Regions from separate parts of the Rattus norvegicus genome. Here region 1 is linked to region 2. The links are chromatin contacts, called in public Hi-C maps. All regions are on one chromosome and are shown on one strand. Each heading gives the region's core, a stretch centred on a gene start, on an enhancer-like site or on the middle of the called end of the contact. The rest is flanking DNA. Distances are from core to core; before and after follow the strand shown.

Region 1 (5,910 bases), core at 2,465-4,964, 420 kb after region 2:
CAAGGTAGCATCGTTTCACATCTCGGCCCCGCGGAGCTCGCCTGGCCTCTCCCGGAGTCAGGCTCGGGTTGGTGACGCTGGGTGGATTACTACCTTCTGGGCTCCTGGCCCCAGTGGTGAGGCTCAGTCACCCGCTCAGCCTTTTTTTTTTTTTTTTTTTTCCTTTCAATCAGGGCTCCCAAATTCTGAAGGGGACCGTCTCTGTGTGCTTCTAGAGGGATGGGGGTCTCAACGCCCAAGTGAAGGCAAGTGGGAGGGACCTGAAGATGAAGACGAGCAAGTGTGTGTGTGTGGGGGGTGAGGGGTGTCCCAGCTTACTCCAAGCATAGAGAAAGTCAGATCCATTTCTTAACCTTTCCCCAAGAGGGCACACACAACCTGCTCAACTTGACGCCTGCAATAGCAGCCTCAAGGCCTGGGGGTTTCAGATAGGCCCAATTGGCTCGGGCTACCCAAGTACACAACCCCAGATACGGGTTCTAGCTGAGCTTTGCCTGCTCTGCTCGGGGATGCCTGAGTCCCCAGGGACCCAGAGCGTTCGCCAGCCCCTTACCCTATTGAGGGAGGCCTCATGAACTACAGGAGCCAAAGACTTCAGGCAGCAGCAGCTACAGCATCCTCCTTGATGGCTTTCTCTTGCCTTTCCCCCAGCTCCGCCAGATGCTCCGGGGGAGGAAGGGGAATGCGATACACCGAGCCAGGCTCCGTGTGCCCGGGGGTGGTGTGGTGATGACACCCCAGGTCTTTAGAAGGGCGTTTAGGCGTCCCCCAACGAGGCCTGGATCAGCTTTGTAGCTCTGGAACTGGAGGATTGGTACCACCTTTCCCTCTGGCCTCAAGCCCCCTCCCCTCCCCCGCCACCCGCCAGGGGAGGAGGGAGCCCGGCCTGCATTTGCGAGCCAGGCGGGTCAGACCGGCGCCTGTCCTGGCCCAGACCCCCGGAGTCCGGTTCTCCGCCTCAGGCCACGCTCCGCAGCCTCTCCCGGACTGGATCCCTTCCCCCTTCTTCTCGGTGGGTCTCGGAGCCGACCTCGGCCTCCCTCCCCGCTATCCCCCTCCTCTCTTTTTCCCTCCCCCTACCCTGCTCTGTGTTTCTGACTCCGGGGCCGGCCCGTGACGTCAAACCCAGTGTGGCGTCGGCGAGACTGGCCGGCGCGGGCCATCAAAAGAGCAACGTCCTCTTTCCCAATTACCCACTGTCAGTCCGGGAACAGGGGCGGACCGGCTGGGAATTACACGTTAAATACCCCCTACAGGCTGGCTCCATTGCCCGGGGCATCTAGCCTCAGGCCCCCTACCCCTCTCTGCCAGACCCAAACTACCTCAGACCAGGAGGGGCCTACTAGATTTTTTATTTTTCCAAGGGAGGGGAGTGTTCTTTGCATCCGGCATAGCTCCTCTGGTGATTGAATTAAGACGAATAATCCTCTCTATTCCCACTACTAAATTTATTAGAGAGGCGCCCCTACTAGTGAAGCCTCCCTTTTCAGAAGTATTTTCTTTTCCAGTCTTTAAAACTACATTATAAGCCTCATAGACTAACACGTGCAAGTCTCGGCGTCAGTAGCTCGCTTTCTTGTCTCCAGAAGGATTTCTTTTGCCCCTTTCCTTCCTCTAGATCTCAGTGCCCGGGACCAAAGAGATATGCTTACTTGGGGTTTTTCTCGAAGCTGTGAACTAGGGTCAGGCTGACTCGTATCCTATACAACTCATGAGTGATACAGGAATAGTATTTTTTTTCTCCTTTTAAACTCTCATTCTTAATCTTAATTCCGGGCCTTTTAGCAAAAATGTGTGTGCGGTCTTCTCTGCTTGTTTATGGAATGGTTTCCGGTGAATGTTAGACAGCAACTAAATAATTAAAAGGTTTTGAGAGCGCGCGGTGAGCTGGATGAGATGCTGGCAGCTTGATTGGCCCAGGAGAGATGAGTTGGTCAAAGAGTGAAAGTAAAAGAATCGATATTCTAAGACTAGGTCGTCCTCGTAAACGTGAGACCAAGGGGTGCAGGATAAACTCGGGAGGGAGACTTATATAAAAAGAGGTATCTTCATAGTTTGTATTTAGAAATTCAGCCTTGATTTCAGACAAAGATCAGATGTAAAAGATGAGATATCAGGAGAAGTTCCAAACGCAAGCCCGCAGGGCACATTTCCAAGTAAATTTTGTCTTCTTCGAGGGTTGTACTGTAAAAAGAACGCACCTCCCCCTTCACCGCGTTCCACTGGCTTCAAGGTAGACACTGATGCCTTTTCTCCACAGCAGAATAGGAGTTATTTGGAACTTTTAAGAAAGGGCTTGTCGGGAATCGAAGTTTTGAATCGGTGGGAGATATTTTGGGGTAAAGAAACAAAGAGGGAATGATGCCTTCAATTCCAGTAACTCTCCAAGTGACGCTCTCTGCCTTGAAGGGTGCAATGGGAACACCTTCTCTTACACTGCCCTGGGGTGCACCCGAAGTCTCTTTCGGACCTTGGTCATCCGGGCTGTGTTTTCTGGACCCAGGCTGCAGAAACCTCAACGCCACTAGGGGATGCAGTGACTCAAAGGACGGAACAGGGCCGCAGAGGTTGGAGCCCGTGGGGCGGGGCGATTGCGGCCCGGCCGTGGTATCTCCCGATGATTGGTCCTTACAATGGTCCCGCCTTCGTCCGCTCCGCCCCCTCCACTGGGCGTCTTCCAGTCTCTCCCCTGGTGTCAGCTTGCTGCCCACCTACCAGACTCGGGCCCAGAGACCCACTCTGTCCAGGGAAGTTGCCGTTGGATTCCACCCCGGAGGTCAGGGTTGGGGACTATGGAGGGAACCGTTTTCCTCGGGTGAAAGCAGAATTAAGTAGGACCCCGAGCTGGGCGAAGGAAAAAGTTAGGCCACCCCAGCAAAGATCAAGTTAGTTGTACACGGTACTTCGGGGACCAGTGAGCTCAGGTCTCGCCAACCCAGCTTTCTGTGCATCACGTTATCACTAAGTCCAAAGCACACATTGATTATATCATTAGGTCTGGAAGGACAGCTGCAACAGCGGACGCTGTTCGTGCCGGAGAGGTTTGGGAGAGCAAGCCGAGATCATAACAAATAACGCGGGCGTCCGAATCAAAGCCCAGGTCCTTTGAGCGATTCAGCCTCCTCCCTGGAGACTGGTTCGGGAGGCAAATCTTCAGTTACTTCGCCGTGAAACTTTTCTGATCAGTTTTTACAAGCGTACAGCCCCTAAGCTGATATAAACTAAAAAGGTGTTCTACCTTGAATCCTAATTTAAAAGTTTGCTCATTTTTTTTTAAACTGTCGAAAAGAAAAGTCTGCTCATGGAAATTAGCTTTATGAATGGGGCGGCCGGGTTTCACTCGTACGGAATAATCTACTGAGCCCGAATGAACCGGCTTTGCTACATTTAAAGGGCCAGAGAGCGAATTCCCTCCTGCCTGTCCCCTCTGCCCCAAGCCCCGGCCGGCCTCGCCCACCCTGCCCGCGGCCCCTCTGCCCTAGGCGGCCCTTGGCGGCGCCCCTTTCCGGTCAGTAGAGGGGCGGGAGGAGGGGTAGCGGTGTGCGGGGTGGGGGGGGGGATGGGATGGGGGTGGAAGTGAAGTCCTGGAGCGGGTTTGGGTTGCAGTTTCCTTGTGCTGGGGATCGTGTCCCCTCCTGCCAGCGCCAGGCTCCTCCCCCTCGGCGCGGATGACACTAGAACCTCCTTAAGTTGCGTCGCGCCACAGCTGTCTGCGAACACTGAGCTGCCTGGCGCCGTCTTGATAGTTTCAGAAAGAATGCATTCCCTGTAAAAAAAAAAAAATACTGAGAGAGGGAGAGGAAACCAGAGAGAGAGAGAGAGAGAGAGACTGAGAGAGAGAGACTGAGAGAGAGAGAGACATAGAGAGCTACGCAATCTGACCGGGCAGGTCACACGTCTCCTCCTCCTCCTCTCCGCTCCTTGCTACCCAGGTTGGTATTGTGACTTTTTTTTTTTAAAGTTTGATATCACTCCCTCCTCTTGGGGCTGGTTTTTGTTCCTTTGAGATTTTGAGTTTATTTTTTATTTTTATTTTTGTAACTAAAAGCTCAGTTGTCTCCCTTTGGAGGACTTGTAGTGGTTGGAAAGATCCCGGGGCCGGTGTCCTCCAGAGAGGACTTGTCCCCAAGTTTTAATTGCTTAGTCAGTCCCGGGCTCCTGCGAGCCTGGCTGTTGGAGGTGTGCTGGGGAGCTTGGCTTCCTTTCCCTCTGGGTCTTCGCGTGCGTGTGCACGTCCCGGGTGAGTCGGCCCTGCGGAAAGCTCGAGAAGACCTAGTGCCCTCCAGAATCAGGTGTTAAAAGTACTTACAGCTCATCCAAGTCTCTCTTTCTCTCCCTTGCAGGTGATCAGAGGAGCAACCGTCTCTGAGCGCCAAGGAACCAGTGTGCACTGTGGCCACACTTGGATTCGTCTCTCTTTCTCGCTCCTTTTTTTTTTTTTTTTTTTTTGCCCCTTTATTCCTCCGTGTTTGCTTTTTTTTTTTTTGGAGGGGGTCTCCCTCTTTCTTCATTCTTTCCCTTTTCTTTCTTTCTTTCCTTCTTTTGCTAAGCTATCCCGCAAAGAATTTTCTTTCCTCCCTAAACCCTCTCCTTTGCTCACCTTTTCTATCCACTTCACTACAAACAAACCTTTAAGCGACTCCCTCTCCTGGGCCTCCGACGGCAGGACTCCGCGGACCTCCCAGGCCGACAGCCCTCCCTCTACCCGCGAGGGTTCCGGGCCCGGCGAGAGGGCGCGAGCACAGCCCGGGACATGGAGGTGACTACGGACCAGCCGCGCTGGGTGAGCCACCATCACCCGGCGGTCCTCAACGGGCAGCACCCAGACACGCACCACCCGGGCCTCGGCCATTCGTACATGGACCCGGCACAGTACCCCCTGACGGAAGAGGTGGACGTACTTTTTAACATCGATGGTCAAGGCAACCACGTCCCGTCCTACTACGGAAACTCGGTCAGGGCTACGGTGCAGAGGTATCCTCCGACCCACCACGGTGAGTCCACCTTGGTGCTGGAACCCTCTGGATCCGCGCCTGTTTTTCTGGGTCCAAGAGACCATGGCTGGGCAGAGCAAGTCAAAGCACATAAGTGTGTTACTAGTTCATTTAAAAAAAAAAAAACAAAACCAAAAAACCGGGGGCCCGGAAATGGGCGAGGAAGCAGTGTAGCTCGTTGGGAGAGTGTGTTTTTTATAAAAGAGTGCAGCAGGCACCTCTCTGGGCCGGTGTCTTTCAGACCAGGCACTCACCTGGCAAGCGCCAGGTCCACTGCGGCTGTAGATTTTTTGCAGCCGGGGAGAAATCTCAAGCTGTGCCTGCAGGCGCCGAGCCTTTCAGGCGGGGCGGCAGTGAGGGCTAGGCCGGCCTGGAACTGGGCTCCTCCGAAGAGCTTCCAGCTTCTAGTTATCTGGTGGAAGGGGTCTTCCGTCAGAGCCTTGCAATTTGTTTCTCCTTTTGTATTTTCAGAAAAGGCCCAAACACGTGTATTTATTTCTGTTTTCTTTTGCTCCCCACTCTCAGAAGCTAGTGCGTTTGACTTTTAGGCAAGTTTCCTACCTACCGGTATCTTGAGGAAGAGAATCTGGTGGTTGACACCACACAGGGGGAGGAAGCCTTAAACTGAAGAGAAGTCAGGTGTGATTAGACTCCCGGCTACACAGAATTTTCCTTTTAGCTTTTAGCTTAATTGCCAGCAATCCTGGCCGCATTTTCTCCTCCGGCCTACTGTAGTTCCTACATATGCCTCAAAGATTTAGGATACATCAAAGTTTCTTTTTAAGTAGGAGTGTTTCCAGTTGCCTACTCCCCCTAACCATTCATCTTGAGAAATTTAGGGGAGTTCTGAGGTGTTTAAAAAGGAGAAAAAGAAAGAAAGAAATCCATCCTTGTGTGATTGAGACAGGGGACTCTA
Region 2 (5,911 bases), core at 2,297-4,796:
AAATTCCATTTTAACCCACTTGTGTATACTGCTCTCGTATTGGGAATATATATTAAATACTAAGTTTTACACGTTTACCAAACCCCTTCTCTTCAGTGCCAACTTTCTTTTAAAAAACATTTATTTCGATTATCTCTAATTGTGTGTGCGAGTGTGTGTGTGAATATGTGTGCATGAGTACAGGTACCATTGGAAGCTCTGGTCCCTGATCCCCACAGATGTGGAGTTACAGGCAGCTGTGAGCCAAATATGGTTGCTGGGAAATGAAACTGAGGTCCTCTGAGCCATTCCTCCATGCCCCAATGGCAGCCTTCCTTCTGTCTTTCCCATGAAGAGCTGCCTTCTGTCAGTGAGTGTTCTCTTCAGGGTGTTCAGTCCTTCAGTCTCTCTTGCTTGCTTCTACTGCAATCTTCCAAGGCTCACCCCACCCCCTCATGCCTTTTTTCCCTGCCCATGCTACTTGACAATATTCTTTCCCTTCTCTGAACTTGCACTCTTTAGATTACTGACTGAGCCATTCAGAAGTTTTCTTCTATTACACGCTTAATTGTGTGTGTGTGTGTGTGTGTGTGTGTGTGTGTGTGTGTGTGTGTGTAGATAATAAGACCCGGGCACCTCTCCCAGTATCTTGCACAGACTGGCCATTCAATACACGGTTCTTGATTAGATTACACATTCATGACATCACTGTAGAGTTTATCCCCTGGGGGTCACATACCAATATGGAGGAAAGACGCAAGCCTAGGTCCCATCATAAACTTGCTGCATCTCATTCGGATGTTCAGGAAAATAAATGTCAGATTTGGCCCATCTGTCTGTTCTTTGTACAACTGTGGCTTCAGACCCCTGGGGATAGAACTGGTTCATTTGCTAACCACTACGTCTGGAAACACCGTGGGTGAGAAGGGATGTCTCTGGGAAGGTCACGGTGAGGATGAGTGGACTAGGGTTGGATGGTGCTCATTTTTCCTTTGTGTGGGAGCCATGCAGAGGGTGGGCGGGCAGAGGAAATGGCTATTTCAGGTTGCTCCACCATTCGGGTGGGTGTGGGGATAAAGGCCGGTCCCTGCTGGTTGTGGTTATGAACGTGAATGAGGGTGAATCTCTGCAGTCCTTCCAACAAACACCCCAGCATTGCCTCCTGTAATATTCCAGCACGGGCAAATAGTCATGGACTTACTGAGGCTGTTTTCTCCACGGACCGAGGGCTGCGGCTCCTCCTGGATCCAAACAGCTCCATGTGAACAGAGTGTGTCTGTTCTCCTATGTACTTGTCTCGGGACCCTGCTCCTGCCTGGCTCCAGGATTTCCCTTTGCAGAAGGAATTGTAGAAGCCCCCTCTCCCCAACTCAAAGGGGCTGAAGGACTTCTCCCAGTCAGGACAGCAGAAAGGACCATGGGATATGTTCCGTATCCCTGGGCTCCTGGAGGAAAACAGAGAAGGGTTGGTTGGTGGCCAAGACAACTTGGAAAACCCCCTGAACTGTAGGGAAGTGGAGAAAGCCCAACACTTACACAAGAAGTGAAAATCGGAGTTCAGTTCTTTGGGGTTTACTGTGCCACCTGCTGCTGTCATGGCAACTTCCCTTGCTCAAAATGTGCTTATTTTGTGCTACACTTTCCTTGTATTTCCTAAAGCATATTGTTATCAATGACGTATATCTATCCTGGGTGTATGCCAATGAGGAGAGATGCCAGTGTTTGCTGCTACGGATTTGCTCCTGGATAGTACATGCATAGACAGCAGCATTCTTCCTCCTTACACCCTCCTCCCTTCATCCTTACACCCTCCTCCCTCCCTCCTTAAACCCTCCTCCCTTCCTCCTACTCCCTCCTCCCTTCCTCCTTATACCCTCCTCCCTTCCTCCTTATACCCTCCTCCCTTCATCCTTACTCCCTCCTCCCTTCCTCCTTACTCCCTCCTCCCTTCCTCCTTACACCTTCCTCCCTTCCTCCTTACACCCTCCTCCCTTCCTCCTTACTCCCTCCTCCCTTCCTCCTTACTCCCTCCTCCCTTCCTCCTTACTCCCTCCTCCCTTCCTCCTTACTCCCTCCTCCCTTCCTCCTTACTCCCTCCTCCCTTCCTCATTCACTCCTCCCTCCCTTCATCCTTACTCCCTCCTCCCTTCATCCTTATTCCCTCCTCCCTTCATCCTTACTCATTCCTCCCTTCATCCTTACTCCCTCCTCCCTTCCTCCTTACTCCCTCCTCCCTTCCTCATTCACTCCTCCCTCCCTCCTTACTCCCTCCTCCCTTCCTCCTTACTCCCTCCTCCCTCCCTCCTTACTCCCTCCTCCCTCCCTCCTTATTCCCTCTTCCCTTCCTCCTTACTCCCTCCTCCCTTCATCCTTACTCTTCCCTTCTTCCCTCCTTTCCTTTTGTGCTGCTTGCATGGTCATTAGTTGGTAAGTATCAGCTGCAAGAATCCAGTGGTCAGAACCCTGTACTCCAGCTCCACAGGCCACTTCACTCCCTATTTTGTTTTCTTTTGCACATTTAACTGTCCGAGTGTTTATCCATGTGTTTATTTATGTATTTAGGGGATGGGACACATGTGGGGGCCAAAAGGACATCTTGTGAGCGTCATTTCTCTCCTTCTACCCTGAGGTCACTTCATTGATCTTCTACCATCCTGGGCATAGGATGCAGGCTTTCAGGCTTAGTGGCAAAGATGGTTATGTGACAAAATAAGTCGCTGTGCTTTTGTTCATGTTGGAAAGATTTTATTTCAATTAAGCGTACATGTGTATGTATGTACACACGAGGGCAGGGGCCTATGGAGGCCAATAGAAGGTGTCAGATGCCCTGGGATTAGAGCCATGGGCATTTGTGAGCCTCTAGACATTAAGTGCAGGGAACCAAGCTCATATCCTCTGGAAGGACCAAATGCCCTGGTAACTACTGAACCAGCCCACCTCCACATTAAAAAAAATTGCGGTTGGGGATTTAGCTCAGTGGTAGAGTGCTTTCCTAGCAAGCGCCAGGCCCTGGGTTCGATCCTCAGCTCTGGGAAAAAAAAAATCATTGATGCTTAAGAAGAGGCCTTATTGAACATTTTGCACTTTAAGTTCTTTTTTAAACAGTTATTTAGCTATACATTCATTTTTGGGAGGAGCTGTGGGTGTCATGGCCCATATGTGAACATCAGGGGACAATTTAAAGGCGTTGTCTCTCTCCTCCACTATTTGGGTCTTGGGGACGGGAGCTCAGGTCAGCAGGTCAAGCCATCTCGCCAGCACGATATTTTGCACGTTCAAAGACAGATGATTTAAAGGCAGAAGCAGTCGGCACACGGGTGGTAAGAGCTCGCCCGTGCCCTGCTCAGAGAGTAAGCAGGGCTCAGCACAGGTTCCAAGAAACCAAACTCTATTTGTATAGCTAACGACAGAACTGAGGTTGCTTAGTTTCCCCTATCACGACGACATGCTCAGGTGTGTCCCTCGGGGACCTGAGAATCAGCCAGGGTGCAGAGAGTGTGAGGGAATCCCAGCATGCCTAAGGCTTGTTCTCTCTGTTCAGTCAGGTCCTGTGAGCACGGTTCCGCCAGCTGCAGAGACAGAGGTTCTGTCAGTGTGTTGCCATGGCACCAGGATATGTTTCCACAACACAGCCTTCCCACATGCTCAGAGCCAGTTTGGAAGGTTTGCGCTGCCTGACGTTCATGAGGCTGAAGTGAACAGGGGTCTTTGGGAATGGCACTCTGGTCTGTGCGTGTGAAAGTTGAACTCTGGCTTAAGCCGGACATGTACACAGTAGAGGCTCACATCTAAAAGGGGAAGAACTATGCATGTTCCGTCTCTCTAAGAGGCTTTTCTTGTTAAACGACCCCTGCACTCCGGCTGCAGGATGTGTCCGTGAGATCGGACTAGTGTAGGGGGAGCATTGGAAGGCACAGAGCAGCGAACCCATCACTGATGGCCAGGCAAGTGCTAACTTTCATGGTCCAAGATTTTAGAAAATAAATTTTCCCAACTTCCCTATCACAAAGGAATTCAGGAACTCAGCATGAATTTGAGCTGAAGATCGTTTGTGTCTTGGCCTGAGCCAGCCACCCACCATCTGGTCTTTCTTGTGCTGTTGCAAAGAGAGTCCACCCTTTACAGAGCGCTCTGCTTTGCCCAGCATTCCTGTAGGAGCCAAGAGTGCTGCTTTGCCTCCCTCAGAGCCAGAGGAAAGCCTTGGCCAGGGTGGGAAGAACCAAGAGTCACCTGCAGCTGAGGCAGAGCATTCCCAGAACGGGGCCAGGATACTGTGGGGTCCCCATGGCTGCCAATGCCATTACCCTCCCGGTGACACTATCCATTCTCAGGGTGAGAGGATGACCTCTTCTCCATGATGACTTCCTTTTATCTTCATTGATTCTATAGTCTGTTCTAGTTGCTAACATGAAACAGATAGCTAATGTTTTTTGGGATGGGTGTCTTGTGTGTGATTTGTTCTGTTTCAATATTATGCTCAAGCTGGCTCAGAAAAACTTACTGAATAGTTCAAATGGGGGCCTCCCTCCATCCTCCCCTCCCTCCCTCTTTCCCTCCCTCTCTTTCTTCCCTTCTCTCTGTCTGTTTCTTATCTCTCTGCCTCTCTCTGTCTCTCTCTGTATATCTCTCTCCCTCCCTCTCCTTCCCTCCCTCCCTCTCTGTTTCTATCTCTCTGTCTCTGCCTCTCTCTGTTTCTCTCTGTATATCTTTCTCCCTCCCTCTCCTTCCCTCCCCCCTCTCTGTTTCTATCTCTCTGTCTCTGCCTCTCTCTGTGTGTCTTTGTCTCTGTCTCTCCCTGTCCCTTCCTCCATCCTTCCCTCCCTCCCTCCCTTCCTCCCACCACATCCTGCCCCTCTCTCTGGTGAGACGAAGTCTTATGTATGCCATGATGGCCCAACTCATTGCATAACCAAGGGTGTCTCTGGGCTTCTGATCTTTCTGTCTTCACTTCCTCAGGAAGTCTTTGGGAAAGAAAGATTCCTAACAGTGAGTGTACACATGTGTGTTGTGTAAGTGCCCAGATGGTGCATGTATACATGTGTGCTCATGTGTATGGAGAGCAGGTCAACCTTGGCTATTTTAGTTACTCAGGAGCCACTGACTTTGTTTTTTGAGTTAGAGTCTCCTAACTGGAACTGGGGTTCACTGGTTTGCCTAAACTTGACAAGAAAGCATCAGGGATCCTCCTGTTTCCGCATTGCAAGCACCGAGCTTGTCTACAAGCATGTATTACCCTGCCTGCCTAAAATTTTATGTAGGTACAGGGATTAAAATCAGGACCTTCTGCTTATATCGTTAGCACTTTACCAATTGAGATGTCTTCCCAGTCCCAGAAAGATGGATTCTTAGGAAAAAAAATTCAAGCTTGGTCCTTTTTGGTGCTTTTAGAGTTCTATACAGTCTTGATCTCCAGGGGATTGTAAAACATATAAGGCAGAGCTGATAAAGGGCGAAGAGGCTTAGACATGTATTATTAAAAATGTAATTCAAAGATATTAGCAGAGAAGAGTTGACAACTTCTTGGAACCAGGTACTCTCAGATCTGTCTATCCTTTATGGGTGGTTAGAATACAAATGGCCTCCACAGGCTCACATGTTTGGAATGTTCAGTCATCAAGGAGTGGCACTACTTGAGAAGGATTAGAAGATGTGGCCTTGGAGTACAGGTGGCCTTGTTGGGGGTAGTATGTTATTGGAGGGTGGGCTTTGAGGTTTAAAAAGCCCAAGCCAGGCCAGTATCCCTTTCTCTTCCCGTTGCCGGTGGTTCTGGATGTAGAACCTTCAGATACTTTTCCAGCACCTTGTCTGCACCTGTGCTGCCATGTTCCCTGCCATGATGATAATGGGCGAAAACTCTGAAAACCCAAAGAAGTGCTTTCCTTTTAAGAGCTGCTATGGTTATGATGTCTATTCAAAGCATTAGAACACCGAC

What was found. Hi-C and Micro-C count contacts between places; a contact is called where the count stands out from the background.
Region 1: a contact with region 2 is called in a Hi-C map of mammary epithelial cells, with 2.8 times the contacts expected there. The contact joins the promoter of Gata3 here to the enhancer-like site in region 2. A contact is called at or near these places in 3 of 12 Hi-C or Micro-C datasets (Schwann cells, mammary epithelial cells and psoas muscle).

What each region holds. Positions count from the first base shown.
Region 1 is chr17:73,549,834-73,555,743 of GRCr8, forward strand. Gata3 (GATA binding protein 3) reads left to right here and starts at 3,715. Exons shown (of 6, transcript NM_133293.2): 1 at 3,715-3,932; 2 at 4,344-4,994. The coding sequence starts at 4,754. LOC120097843 (a long non-coding RNA gene) reads right to left here and starts at 1,079. Exons shown (of 3, transcript XR_010058975.1): 1 at 554-1,079.
Region 2 is chr17:73,134,930-73,140,840 of GRCr8, forward strand. It overlaps LOC134482737 (a long non-coding RNA gene), which reads right to left. Exons shown (of 2, transcript XR_010059236.1): 2 at 2,703-3,548. Among named protein-coding and RNA genes, the nearest start is that of Sfmbt2, 110 kb to the left of the region's middle. Within about 2 kb of position 3,547, at least 39 of the 93 cell types and tissues checked have an H3K27ac peak or open chromatin away from gene starts, as enhancers often do. A contact at or near this core is called in Schwann cells, where this site is marked.